Regions from separate parts of the Mus musculus genome. Here all the other regions are linked to region 2. A link is a contact called in public capture Hi-C and promoter capture Hi-C data. All regions are on one chromosome and are shown on one strand. The core of a region is the stretch at or near the end of the contact, and the rest is flanking DNA. Distances in the headings are between cores, read along the strand shown. Region 1 holds the start of Dvl1 (dishevelled segment polarity protein 1). Region 2 holds the start of Tnfrsf18 (tumor necrosis factor receptor superfamily, member 18). Region 3 holds the start of Mrpl20 (mitochondrial ribosomal protein L20).

Region 1 (4,485 bases), core at 490-2,989, 180 kb before region 2:
ACATTTTTAATTAATAAAAATTTATTATTTTTTTCATTAACAGTGTGTGCATATAGATAAATGGATGGCATGAATGTGGGGGTCAGGTAGTAACTTCCTCCAGTAGCCTTCAGCCTGCATTATTTGGGTCCTGGGGTTCAAACTCATATTATCAGACATGGCAGCAGACACCTTCTCACTGGTCCAAGAATAGTGGGGGTGAGAAAGGATGACAGTTAGTCACAGGACCTCAGTGACCTTTGAGGTGTGCCCTCTGGCCCCATCAGAGATCACACTGCTACTGGACAAGGCTACTTCTGGAAAGGGACAGGTTCTCGCATCACAACCATCTCTTCTACAGTAGAAACTGTCCCATCAGCGTCAGTACCATGGCTCCTACCTTCTATAATTGGGCGAGTCAGCTGGGAATCAAGGGCATCTGGGTTATGGGAACCCCTTTATTTGATTGCTTCTGACCCATAGACCAGTCGTAGCTTGGGTCAAGGGGCACTCAGGAAAGGATCTGTCTTCCTTCTCCTTTGGGCAGACCCTCTGAGGCCATCTTGCTGATTTCTTTCTTTCTTTCTTTTGTGTGTGTGTGTGTGTGTGTGTGTGTGTGTGTGTGTGTGTGTGTGTGTGTGTGTGTGTGTTTTCCCAGACAGGGTTTCTCTGTGTAGCCCTGGCTGTCCTGGAACTCACTCTGTAGACCAGGCTGGCCTCGAACTCAGAAATCCGCCTGTCTCTGCCTCCCGAGTGCTGGGATTAAAGGCGTGCGCCACCACGCCCGGCTGCCTGGTGCCTTCAGGTTGCTTTTGTAGAGATTCAAGGAAGGCCAGCTACTGGCAAGGGAAGAATAGGTTTCCAGGATAGCAATGGAAGCAAAGGGGAGAACTCTGCTTAGGTTGACTTCAGCGGCCTTTAGTATGCATTCAATGCCTACCTCTGAGTCCTCCAGGCAGTGGTGGGATCTTTCCTTGTGCGGGCTTCGTGTCTGGGGATGGTCCAAGGTCACAACAGGCACCCCTTTTCTTCATCACTGATCAATATCCTATGTCTTCCCCCATTCTTACTGGTCAGTGAATCACTCCCTCTAATGGTCTTAGGCCATCCTGGACTGAGGGGCGGACCTGGTCTTCCTTGGTCTGCAGAGGACACCTGGCTGGTTGGATCTACAGTATCCAGGGCTAAAATTCCTTTGGCTTCAATTGCAGCCTGGGCCTTGCCTGGACATCTGTGTGGATACCTACTTGAGTTTCTTGGAGATCCGACGGGACAAGGCAGTGGGCATAAGAATTGAGCTCAGGATTAGCATGGGGGCACAGTGAGGCTCTCGCTGTTTGGGCTAGGCATAGGTATCTTCAGATTCTTATAGGGCGCCTGAAGCCGCCCGAGCGGACAGTGCCTCCACATTCTGAGCACCTAGAAGGAGAATCAGGACCGGCCTAACCTAAGGACACTCCTCTGCTCCCTGGCAGACCTTATTGGCTCAAGGGGAGCGATCTTTCCAGGGTTTCTCTGTCTTTCTGGGGTCCAGCGTGCCCACCTGCCCAGAAACCTCAGACCCAAACGCCTCAAGGATCGCAGCCTGTTGGGAATCTGGGCTCCACCCCAAGACAGCGCTCGGAGAGACCCGACCGGCCAGGCCTTCTGAGCCCGCCCAGTCCCACCCCGGTTGCCCCGCCCGTGCGCAAGCCGTAGCCCCGCCCCGCCGGACCCGCTCTGCGCGTGCGCAGTCCCGCCCCGCCCGCGCTGCGGGCGACTAGTGACGTCACCGGCCCCGAAGCGCCCTCCGGCGGCGGCGCGCTCCACCCCAGCAGGCGGTTCGTGAACAGCCCGAGGGGGCGGCGGGCCGCGGGAGCCCTCAGAGCCGCTTTCCCTGGCGCCCGCTCCGGGGCCGCGGCGGATGGGCGGCCGCGGGCCGCGGGGCGACAGGCGGGGAACGGGTGCGAGCCGGGACCGGGAGGGGCGGCCGCGCCAAGGGGCCGCGGGGCGGCCGGGCGGGGCGCGGGCCGGCGGTTTGGGAGGGCGCCCCGCGTCCGAGAGGCGAGCCGGGCCCTGACGCCGCGCGGGTTCCGCGTCGCCCCTGCCGCGCCATGGCGGAGACCAAAATCATCTACCACATGGACGAGGAGGAGACGCCGTACCTGGTCAAGCTGCCCGTAGCTCCCGAGCGCGTCACGCTGGCCGACTTCAAGAACGTGCTCAGCAACCGGCCGGTGCACGCCTACAAATTCTTCTTCAAGTCCATGGACCAGGACTTCGGGTCAGTGGGCCGCGCGGCCTGGGCAGGGGCGCTGGCCTCCTCCCGCGCCTGTGTGCACGAGCTGGCACCTGTCCGCGCCGGCTGGGCTTTCGGGTCTGGGGACGTCAGAGAGCGCCCCCGTCGCCGGCAACCCTGCTGCGCATCTACAGCAGGTGTAGGTAGAGTTTCTGCGCCCAGTGACCCTGAGTGTGGCAAGCTGGGGTTCCGAGCCACTGACTACCCTCTGGGTAGGCCAGACAGTTCTTTCTGACGGACAGGCGAGGGCCCAGGCTTTCTGACCACCATCCACTGGTGCTCCTGTGCCCAGCTGGTCCATGTTGGGTGCCGAAGGCCACTCTTAAAGCCAACTCCCTTCTCTCTGGTTAAGCACAGAGCCTGATGCGTTCCTCCTCTGTGGATGGAAACCCGGGGCTCAGGACTGCCCTGGTGGGTGTGCAGTTTATGCGGGGGGTGGGGGGTGGGATCACGGAGAAGGATTGGGGGTTTGTGGCTCCTAGCACCCAGTGGATCCTCCGCTTGAGATGGGGTAATGTGAAATAGGTGGCTCATAGGCACCCGCCTGTTTTCTGGAACTTAGAAAAGTTTTGAAGCCTGAAAACAGACTCTTCCAGGTCCCTCTAGAGTCCCTGTGGCAAGGCAGAGAGGTCAAGGGTCACTGGAAACCAAGAAGCTTCATTCCGTGTACCCTGCCCCCTTGGTTCCTGGCTCCTGTGCCTCTGACCTTTCTGAACCACACAACATTTGCATTCCTGGGAGGTGCTCGGTTCATCTCCTGACTTGAGTCAACTTCTAATGTAGTGTTTTTCCTAGCTGAATGGCTGTGGTGGTCTCAGGAGAAGGGACTTCCCTATTGGAGTTAAGCTGGGCCTCTGGACGCTGAGCCAGGGACTGGCAGTGCAACAGAGGCCTGACAGGGCATAGCCACAGAAACTTGAGTCCATGGCTTGGCAGTGATTGGGGGGTGGGGAGGCAGGGTAGCATGCTTAGGCCCTGTGGGTGGAGCAGGTGTGCTTGGTGCCCTTGTGTGTGGCTCCATCTCAGGGCTTTGACATTGAGGCGATTTCCTGGATTCCATGGTTGCAGGGTCCCTGGGCAGCCCATCGGTCAGGTCAAGCTTGGACTTCTTCCTGGCCCTGGGCGTCTAGGCAGGACTGAACCTGGTTTGGATGACTAAACTCTCTTGCCTACTCAGTCCTTGTGCCCCAACCACCAGGAAAAGGCAAAGGAGAGAGTGTCCCTCACAGCTTGAGGGCGGGTGCTCTCCATTTGCCAGGAGACTAGAGGGTCTTGCTCTAGAGGTCGGTCTTCCCTGATTCTCCTGACTGGGCCACCTCTGTGGTCTCTAATCTGAGGGACAGGGTATCTCTGGATCCAAATATTGGTACATTTTGGTTTTTTGTGACCCAAGTCACAAATGTTCTCACAAACTTGTTACACCCTAGCGTGTAAGTGGTAAGGAGCAGACCTGGGTTGCTTTCTGCTATACACTCTGGGTCTCTCCTGAGGGTACCTGTCCCTTTACTCTGATATTCATGTTGGGTAGATAGCATCAGCTCACATAGGTTTCTCACTGTCTGTGCCTGTGGCAGGTTTGGAGGACCTGCAGGTGTCCTAGCTAAGGAGATAGGATAGCAGATAGGGGTCTTGAAGCAGGAGTAGTTCCTTCGGGTGGGTTTGAAGTGGCTGGGACATGGGGTCTGGAGCTAGCAGAGAGCTTAGAGGTACAAGTTGGGTGTTCTGGGGGTGTAGAAGAATTAGGGGGCAGAGCAACTTAGAGATAGAGTTGGGATGACACAGAAAGACTTGTCAGTAGGCCTCACCATGACTCTGATGGTCTAGTGGACTTGGGAGCCTAGACAAGGAGCCCTGCCCCGTCTCAACTGCATCCTTTCTTTCCTTACCTGAGTTCTACCTACAGAGCTCCAAGGATACCAAGAGAAAGTAGCTTAATGTTGGGAGAAGGGAGTTTGTTTGAGAGCTAGTTTGGCTGAGCTGGACAAGTGGCCTCAGGGGTGGCTGCAGACTAGAGTCTGTGAGGCATATCCTAGTGAGTCTAGCTCCAAACCAAGGCTGCCTACTTTGTAAATAGCAGAGTTTTCCCTGGACTGGGCTCAGTTCCCAGTGTGTATTTCTAGCCAACAAGGTAAAGGTCTATTCTGTGCCCACTTATGGGGAGCTTCTTGTTGTTCTGACCCTGGACCCCAAGGCTTAGTAGCAGCAGGACTTCTAGATTCTGGTGGGCC
Region 2 (4,212 bases), core at 670-3,169:
GCTTCCCTGAGAGAGACAGAGCCAAGAACTTCTAGTGTTTCTGTTAGTCCTTCCTGGCCTGGCTGGCTGCTAGGGCATGTCACCGCTGTTGCTAACCTGACTCTACTGAACTGGTGTATCTGTGAAGTGTTTGCAAGTAGACCTAGCTGCGACTGCCTGCTGACCTGTGAACTGAACTGCCGATTTCCAGACAACACAGACAGGAGTTGCTCCAAAGAACCTTTCTAAACAGAGCCACGTCCCCTGTGTCCTTTCTTTCCCACTATGTCTGGTGGGTGGTGGGCTACAAGGGAAGTTAACGCATTTAAGAACCATCATTGGGCTGGTGAGATGGCTCAGTGGGTAAGAGCACCCGACTGCTCTTCCGAAGGTCAGGAGTTCAAATCCCAGCAACCACATGGTGGCTCACAACCATCCGATCACGAGATCTGACTCCCTCTTCTGGAGTGTCTGAAGACAGCTACAGTGTACTTATATATAATAAATAAATAAATAACTCTTTAAAAAAAAAAAAAAAAGAATTAAAAAAAAAAAAAAAAAAGAACCATCATTAAAAGTAAGGGTGAAAAAATTAAAGTTACACCACAGTTATATCCTGAGATGTTCAAATTCACCCTCGGTCCTCCCAACAGTCCTCACTATGTTTCCCTGTGCTTATTCAGCTGGAAGATGTGGGAAGTAAGGCTGAGTACAGCAGAGGACTCCTGACAGAGGCAGGGTTCCAGAACCGTCAGTGGCCACACGAAGAAGCTGTTAGGAGACTCCCAGCACAGCATTGGCTCTCTTTCAGACCCCAGATTAGGCACAAACTACACACAAACACCTGTTCTCACAGAGAGATTCTTTACTAAGCAGGGAAGAAAAGTTAAAGTGGTTGTTTTCTGACTCAGGCACAAAAACAGCAGCAAATGACCTTTCACATGTAATTTTTGTTTGTTTGTTTGTTTGTTTGTTTTTTGAGAAAGGGTTTCTCTGTGTAGCCCTGGCTGTCCTGGAACTCACTCTGTAGACCAGGCTGGCCTCGAACTCAGAAATCTGCCTGCCTCTGCCTCCCGAGTGCTGGGATTAAAGGCGAGCGCCACCACACCCGGCTTCACATGCAATTTTTAAGAAGAGAAAAAGGGGAGGCCTGTGTTAGAATGGATTAGGATGCAGTGGTATATTTTAATTGGGCATGTTAATTAGTTGAACCAAAGGGGTTTTTTGATTGCTGGACTTCAATACTTTGATAGCGGAACCTTGGCAGTCAGCCTCCGGAGGAGGAAATGGCCAAATAAGAGAAAAGACCTTGGTGGGCAGGTAACCCTGAGTTTAGGGGTGTAATCTAGCCAGTCAGAGAGAATGGAAGAGAAGGGCAAGGCCTGTCAGAGCCATGCTGGCCATGTTCAAGAAAATGAGGCTCACCTGTATCTGGGACTCCTTTCTTGTTGTCTAAAATTGTGTGAGGAAGTGAACAAAAGTGGCTCCAGGGAGAGCCAAGCTGGAACTGCCAAGGCTAGACCTGGGCAGGCCACACCGCCCATGGCTTCATGTACTTGCTAGGAATACCTACTTTATGATGATCTTCTTAACGAGGCATGGTGTGTGCTCTGGACTCCTCTCGCTGGCTCTCCTAGTTTCCCAGGCTTAGAGGAACTTCCTGGGGCAGAAGGGGGAAGGGGGTAGTTTTATACAATAAGGGGTGCCCACAGGTGGCAGCAGTGGCACATGTGAATGGGCATCCTTTTCCTCTGTAGCCTAGCCAGGGCGAGTTTGCTGGAGTTGGGAGAGGCATGTAGGGGTTAGGAGATGTCCAGAAAGGGGATAGCTCTGCTCTACACTTCACAGAAGGCCTTTACAAACACCTCAGATGTCTGCCGGAAACTGGAGGTGGAGCTGGCCTGAAGCCCAGTCTGAGGGGTGGGGACAGAGGCAGAGGCAGAGACAAGGCAAGTTGGAGCGGGAACTCCTGAAATCAGCCGACAGAAGACTCAGGAGAAGCACTATGGGGGCATGGGCCATGCTGTATGGAGTCTCGATGCTCTGTGTGCTGGACCTAGGTCAGCCGAGTGTAGTTGAGGAGCCTGGCTGTGGCCCTGGCAAGGTTCAGAACGGAAGTGGCAACAACACTCGCTGCTGCAGCCTGTATGCTCCAGGTAAGGCAAGGAGGAGAGTGGGACTCAGGCTGTAGAGCAGCGCCCTTCCCGACACTCATATGAGGAGGCTGGGCACAGGGCACATGTGAGTTGGTAGGTAAATCTTTGAGTCTGGAGCTCTGATAAGGAGGTAGAGGGACAACTTCCTCTCAGAATGTGGGAGCAGAGGCAAAAGAGGCTGGGAACTTCTCCCTGAAGAAGGATTGGGGATCCAAGATGAAAGAGGACCATCTGTTAGGTGGACCAAACCTTAGCCATCACTGAAGATACTCTTTGTCTGGGTTGGAGTCTCAACATTTCCTCTGGTTTGTCCACTGACTGTGACTTACAATTGTAGGTGTAGGACAGTCTGTGGACCAAAGAAGAATATCTCAGCACCTCACCTTGCCACACTTCTGGTATAGAAAGGGGCAGCTCTGAAGCCCCATGTCTCTGAGATAGAGATGTGGATATCAGTGAAGGCAGCTGATGAGGTTGTTCTAGTCCCTTGAGGGGCAATATGGGGTGAGAATGGGGCAGCATGGGCCCAGGGCCCATAGGAAGCCCCAGGTGACTCCCACATCCAATGGAACTTACGAAACCACAACTTTAGAGCAGTGGGAGGTATATATGCTAGCTGTCAGCCAACTGAAATGAAACAGTGAACTAGACAAAGCTTAGGGTCTTGCAATTGGGGTTGATTGAGAATGGAGCCATAGCACCCTAAATACTTGAAGGATCAGTAGAAGCTCTGGAGAAGGGGCTCTGTCTAATGGCTGAGGCTCTTATTCTTGTCCAGGCAAGGAGGACTGTCCAAAAGAAAGGTGCATATGTGTCACACCTGAGTACCACTGTGGAGACCCTCAGTGCAAGATCTGCAAGCACTACCCCTGCCAACCAGGCCAGAGGGTGGAGTCTCAAGGTATGTTCCTAGGGGACTGATAAAAGCCACAGACAATCATGAGTTGGACCTAGGGCCAAGCTGATATACCCAGTGAGCATGTGTAGACATGTAAGAATGTTTGCAGATAGAGCTCTCACGGGTGCATCTTCTAGGTAGGCAAAGACCTACATCCTAGATTCTAGAAGGGATAGGTGGGTCAAGTGGTCTCTGGGTACCCGAGCCCTTCTTCTTAGGCAGGAATGGTCCATCGTGAGGGTGGGGATGTCTTCTCAGGGATGTTGGTGAGAGGCTGTGGGGAGCTGCCCAGGTGCTGGTCTGCTCTCAGACTATTATTATTCTGACTATGGTCAGATCTTACCACCAATCCTGTCCGTCTTCATAGGGACCAATGTATCATGCCAGTTCTAGAATAGGCACACATGGTAAGCAATAGCTTATTCAGGCCCTAGACCTGTGGACATTAGACCTGGTGAATAGATAGACCCTTGTCTGACTCCTTCTTCATTAACTTCAGGGGTCCTAATATTCTGTCTATCCACAGGGGATATTGTGTTTGGCTTCCGGTGTGTTGCCTGTGCCATGGGCACCTTCTCCGCAGGTCGTGACGGTCACTGCAGACTTTGGACCAAGTAAGTCCTGGATGAGTAGCCTAGGCCCGTTCTAAGAAAGCCTCCCCTATCCCTTTCTTGCAGTGACCACCAGAGAACCCCCATTCTTCTCCCAAATGGCTTAGGGGACAGCAGTCCTTCTAGTGTGGTCCCTTTGGTAACCAATCCTGACAGTGTCTGTCTGTGTCCCAGCTGTTCTCAGTTTGGATTTCTCACCATGTTCCCTGGGAACAAGACCCACAATGCTGTGTGCATCCCGGAGCCACTGCCCACTGAGCAATACGGCCATTTGACTGTCATCTTCCTGGTCATGGCTGCATGCATTTTCTTCCTAACCACAGTCCAGCTCGGCCTGCACATATGGCAGCTGAGGAGGCAACACATGTGTCCTCGAGGTCAGTTGTGTCCCAGGGAAGGGGAAAATGTGTCTCAGGCCCCTCACTTACCGCACGCAGTTTTACTACAGAGACCCAGCCATTCGCGGAGGTGCAGTTGTCAGCTGAGGATGCTTGCAGCTTCCAGTTCCCTGAGGAGGAACGCGGGGAGCAGACAGAAGAAAAGTGTCATCTGGGGGGTCGGTGGCCAT
Region 3 (4,663 bases), core at 2,079-4,578, 220 kb before region 2:
TAGATCCTCTGGAAGAGCAGAAAGTACTCTTGACTACGTGGATTCATCTCTCCAAACCTGCTAGTGAACAAATCTTAACGGAAACATATTTGCAATAAAGCCCTTTTCCTCCTTTGGTTTTGGGTTTTTCAAAACAACCTTAGCTGTCCTGGAACCCATCCTGTAGACCAGGCTGGCCTGGAACTTGGAGATCCACTTGCTTCTGCTGCCCAAGCCCTGGGATTAAAGGCGTGTGCCACCATAGCTGACCTTTGCTTCTTTGCAGGTTCTTCTTTTTCCCACCCTTTAATCCCCCCTGGTTTTACCCTCTATCATTAGATAGGAGAGAAAGAAGTAGAGAGAGAGAGAGAGAGAAAGAGAGAGAGAGATACCTGAATCTATTTTTTTTCTTGTTTCTTGAGCATGACTACTAACAAACCACAGTGACCACCACCAACCCTGCCTCTAGGGGCCCTAGCTCTTATATACCCTCTGAAAAGTTCCCAGACACTCAGGAGGCAGAGGCAGGCAGATTTCTGAATTCGAGGCCAGCCTGGTCTACAAAGTGAGTTCCAGGACAGCCAGGGCAACACAGAGAAATCCTGTCTCAAAAAAACAAAAAACAAAAAACAAAACAAAACAAAAAGTTCCCAGAATTTACAGAAACTATCTGCAGGTGGCAAAATCATGCCTCTACTAGAGCACCAGGCAAATCAGCTGCTGCAGACAGTCCAAAGCGGCCCCTTAACCCCACACCTGGGATTAAAACAAAATCACATTCATATAATATTTTTTTGTTTTTAAAGAAACCAAAATTGTACAGAGAAACTCGTGTACAATGTATGGGAGCATTGCCTGTCAGTAAAATGCTGTTGGCCCATCAGTTTATGCAGGAAATAGAATTAGGGAGGTGGAAGTTCTGGTACAGAGATAGGATTCTGGGATAGAGTCAGGCACAGGGAGGATTCACCCTGAACTCCGAGGAAGATGGTTTCATGAAGCTGAAGGAAAGGTAACTGGCCACAAAGGTAACTGACCTAGATTAGTTAAATGGGATAATTGAGTTATGAGGCAGTGGAAAGGAGCCAAAGTAATAGCCTAGGCACTTATTCATATGTAAGAGTTTCAGAGTCATCATTTCGGGGAACTTGGATGCAGGTAGAAAAGCCCACAGATACACAAAATCCCAGAATTCTCACTACAGTTAAGTTAATATTTTTCAAAAAAATTATTTTGTGTGTGGGTGTATGGCTGTTCACCATTTGTATACAGGGCCCTGGAGACTGGAAGAGGGTGTTGGATCCTTGGAACTGGAGCTGTGGATGGTTACGAGCCACCATGTGGGTGCTGGTAATTGAACATGTGTCTTCTGCAAGAACAAGTGCTCTTTAACTGCTGCACCATATCTCCAGTCCCAGTTTAATTATTTTAATTATGTTAGAAGTACAATTTTTTTTCCTTTCTACAGTTTCTATAATCTCTGGTTAGTATGCTACTCATCCTTGAACACTCTGTTAGCTAGCTAAATTCTACTTTATGCAGTTTAATATTTTTTTTTTCGAGACAGGGTTTCTCCGTATAGCCCTGGCTGTCCTGGAACTCACTTTGTAGACCAGGCTGGCCTCGAACTCAGAAATCTGTCTGCCTCTGCCTCCTGAGTGCTGGGATTAAAGGCGTAAACCACCACACCCAGCTCCTGTTGGCATTCTATTTTTTTTTTTTTTTATTTATTATATGTAAGTACACTGTAGCTGTCTTCAGACACTCCAGAAGAGGGCATCAGATTTCTTTATGGATGGTTGTGAGCCACCATGTGGTTGCTGGGATTTGAACTCGGGACCTTCAGAAGAGCAGTCGGCGCTCTTAACCACTGAGCCATCTCTCCAGCCCCCCTGTTGGCATTCTTACTTGGACTGTGTGGTTGGGCTTCAGAGGGAGAGGATGTGCCTAGTCCTGTTGGGACTAGATGTCCTAGGGTGGGGTGGTACCCAAGGGGGGGGGCTCTCCTTTCTCTGAGGAGAAGGGGAGTGGGTGAGAGTGGGAGGGATTTGTAAGGGTGGGACTGGGAGAAGGGGGTGCTGCAATTGGATGTAAAGTGAATACAAAAATAAATTATTGAAAAAAAAAAAGAAAAAACAAGAACCTACAAAAGAACATGAGAAACACTCAAAGACATAAAAACTCAAATTCAGAAACCATAATTGTTTAGTTTCAGATCCTGGGACAGGGAACTCAGGTACATATTTTACATATCAAAGCAGACCTGGCTTGCAGGTTCTCCCAGCATCCCTCAGTTCCTACCTGGCAAGGACACTCTGCCCCCAACCTTAAACTTTCCAGCCCAGGGACTGAGCTGCCCTTCCACCAAAGGCTCCTCCCTATGTAAGCCAGACATTTTGGCCAATCCTCCTCTCTCAATCCTTTGGGCCAAACCTACCTTTAAATGTTCTAATCTGACTTGAATTGGCTCATTTCACCTGTGAAGAAATAACCTATCATCATCAATAATATAAGCAAACGAACAGTAAAGTTAAAAAAAATTCCCAAACAAAACAATATGAGACCCCCCCAAAAAAAATCTCCCAAAATACCTTTGAATTTGTTTTCTGTTGGCCATCTGGACCTGGGGCCTGCCCTTAAGGTGTGGTTTGTAGTATACTATGTAAGACTCCCTGTGTAAGACTTTCCCTCAAGGAAAAACTAATTTTTCTTTTAGGAGCAGCTGGCAATTGGAGATAGCTTCTTGGTTGGGGATGAGAGTCCATGTCTACTTCCTCATCTGGGACCTGACAGACAAATGTTTTACTTTGTTGTTTTTTGAGACAGGGTTTCTCTGTGTAGCCCTGACTGTTCTGGGACTCATTCTGTAGACCAGGCTGGCCTTGAACTCAAGACATCCATCTCCCTCTGCCTCCTGAGTGGATCGAAGGCATGTGCCACCACCATCTGGCTTGGTGGCCAACTTTTTTTTTTTTTTTTTTTTTTGCTTTTCGAGACAGGGTTTCTCTGTGTAGCCCTGGCTGTCCTGGAACTCACTTTGTAGACCAGGCTGCCCTCGAACTCAAGAAATCTGCCTGCCTCTGCCTCCCAAGTGCTGGGATTAAAGGCGTTCGCCACCACCTCCCGGCGGTAGCCAACTTCTTACTCAGACCTTTACTCCAAGTAAAGCTGGTGAATAAGCTAAATTCTGCTGTTGTTTTCTTTCTTTCTTTCTTTTTCTTTTTTAAAAAGATTTATTATATCTAAGTACATTGTAGGTGTCTTCATACTCTCCAGAAGAGGGCGTCAGATCTAACTACGGATGGTTGTGAGCCACCACGTGGTTGCTGGGATTTGACTTTCGGAAGAGCTGTCAGTGCTCTTAACCCTCTCTCCAGCCCCAATTCTGCTGAGTTGACTGCGAGTCCCACTCCGACTGTCAGCTTCGCCTTCATCTCGGTAGAGCTTGTATCTCCCACAGCTCCAGGAGCTCAGCCCTCCACCCCCCGAAACTTGGCCTCTGTACCTGCGGGAGGTTGGGCTCCATCCCCAGGATACATCTTCAGGACAGTAGATACCTTTGTTCATGTGAGCCTTTGACTCAGACTAGCTGTCTTTGGAATGGGTTTACTTGATTTAATTTCCTTTACTTTCTTTTCCTTTTCTTAAACATACTGTTCACATGGCTATTCTTATTTATTTATTCATTTATTCATTCATTCATTTATTTATTTGGGCGTCAGATCTTGTTACAGATGGTTGTGAGCCACCATGTGGTTGCTGGGATTTGAACTCTAGAAGAGCAGTCGGGTGCTCTTACCCACTGAGCCATCTCACCAGCCCAATTTCTTTTACTTTCCTTTAGGGTCAACTGATGCCCACAGAAGAGCGGACCACCGAGTGTTCCTTGGCGGTTTCTGTAGATCTGATTTCCGTCCGGGACTGCTCGCCATCCCCGCCCGCGGGGCTTCCTCCAGTTTATGCTCTAACCATTCTCCCGCGTGCGGACGGTCTGGCACAACGGAACTGAGGGAGCGAGTCTAGAGGCGCCCCGGAAGACAGTGCTCGCACACATCCGGCAGGGCTGGCCTGTCTGACCGTTGACCCGGAAGCGCTTCTGGCAGCCGGTCGGGCTTCGGGAGCCCATCATGGTCTTCCTCACGACGCGGCTCTGGCTGCGGAACCGCCTCACCGATCGCTATTGGCGGGTTCAGGAGGTGCTGAAACACGCTCAGGTGAGTGCGCGAGTCGCGGCCCGAGGCGTGGGGCGGGGGTGGAGGGCCGCGCTGCCATCCCGACACCCTTCTCCCCTCTTCTTCATCCAGCATTTTCGGGGAAGGAAGAATCGCTGCTACCGCCTGGCCGTCAGGGCGGTGACCAGAGCCTTCGTTAAGTGTACGAAGGCCCGCAGACTTAAGAAGCGGAACCTGAGGACCGTAAGCCCGACCCCAACCCCCAGCTTGTCCTTCATCTCCCTAGAGCTAGGCTCTCTTCCAAACCGGCTTCGGGAGCTCAGCCCTCCATGCCCCCGGAGCTTAGCCTTCTGTAGCCGCAGGATGTTGACTTTCATTCCCGAGGAATTCCCTTTACATGTTTGGGCAAAAGTGGTTTTTTGTTTTGTTTTGTTTTGTTTTGTTTTGTTTTGTCATTTGTGAAAGCTGTACTTGTGCGCTGGGTTATAGTTCTTGTAAGTACTTATGAGCTA

What was found. Promoter capture Hi-C pulls out the DNA fragments that hold promoters and counts their contacts. Capture Hi-C pulls out chosen DNA fragments and counts their contacts.
Region 1: a capture Hi-C map of embryonic stem cells shows a contact between it and region 2, with 2.6 times the contacts expected there. The contact joins the promoter of Dvl1 here to the promoter of Tnfrsf18 in region 2. A contact is called at or near these places in 3 of 39 promoter capture datasets (the HPC-7 cell line, cranial neural crest and hematopoietic stem and progenitor cells), 10 of 484 Hi-C or Micro-C datasets (CD4 T cells, the HL-1 cell line, the N1E-115 cell line and 5 more), 10 of 115 datasets of contacts at active chromatin or transcription factors (the 230-238 cell line, the HPC-7 cell line, the SCID.adh cell line and 3 more) and 4 of 9 other capture datasets (adipose tissue, embryonic stem cells, liver and 1 more).
Region 3: a promoter capture Hi-C map of liver shows a contact between it and region 2. The contact joins the promoter of Mrpl20 here to the promoter of Tnfrsf18 in region 2. A contact is called at or near these places in 6 of 39 promoter capture datasets (the HPC-7 cell line, embryonic stem cells, hippocampal neurons and 2 more), 2 of 115 datasets of contacts at active chromatin or transcription factors (the 230-238 cell line and effector CD8 T cells) and 1 of 9 other capture datasets (pancreatic islet).

Annotation. Positions count from the first base shown.
Region 1 is chr4:155,845,663-155,850,147 of GRCm38.p6, forward strand. Dvl1 (dishevelled segment polarity protein 1) reads left to right here and starts at 1,740. Exons shown (of 15, transcript NM_010091.5): 1 at 1,740-2,242. The coding sequence starts at 2,073.
Region 2 is chr4:156,024,403-156,028,614 of GRCm38.p6, forward strand. Tnfrsf18 (tumor necrosis factor receptor superfamily, member 18) reads left to right here and starts at 1,920. Exons shown (of 5, transcript NM_009400.3): 1 at 1,920-2,135; 2 at 2,914-3,036; 3 at 3,560-3,647; 4 at 3,819-4,021; 5 at 4,093-4,212. The coding sequence starts at 1,985. Gm16008 (predicted gene 16008) reads right to left here. Exons shown (of 5, transcript NR_169176.1): 2 at 4,073-4,152.
Region 3 is chr4:155,799,550-155,804,212 of GRCm38.p6, forward strand. It overlaps Mrpl20 (mitochondrial ribosomal protein L20), which reads left to right and starts at 3,329. Exons shown (of 5, transcript NM_025570.3): 1 at 3,329-3,546; 2 at 3,824-4,193; 3 at 4,284-4,394. The coding sequence starts at 4,107. It also overlaps a transcript of Ankrd65 not described here.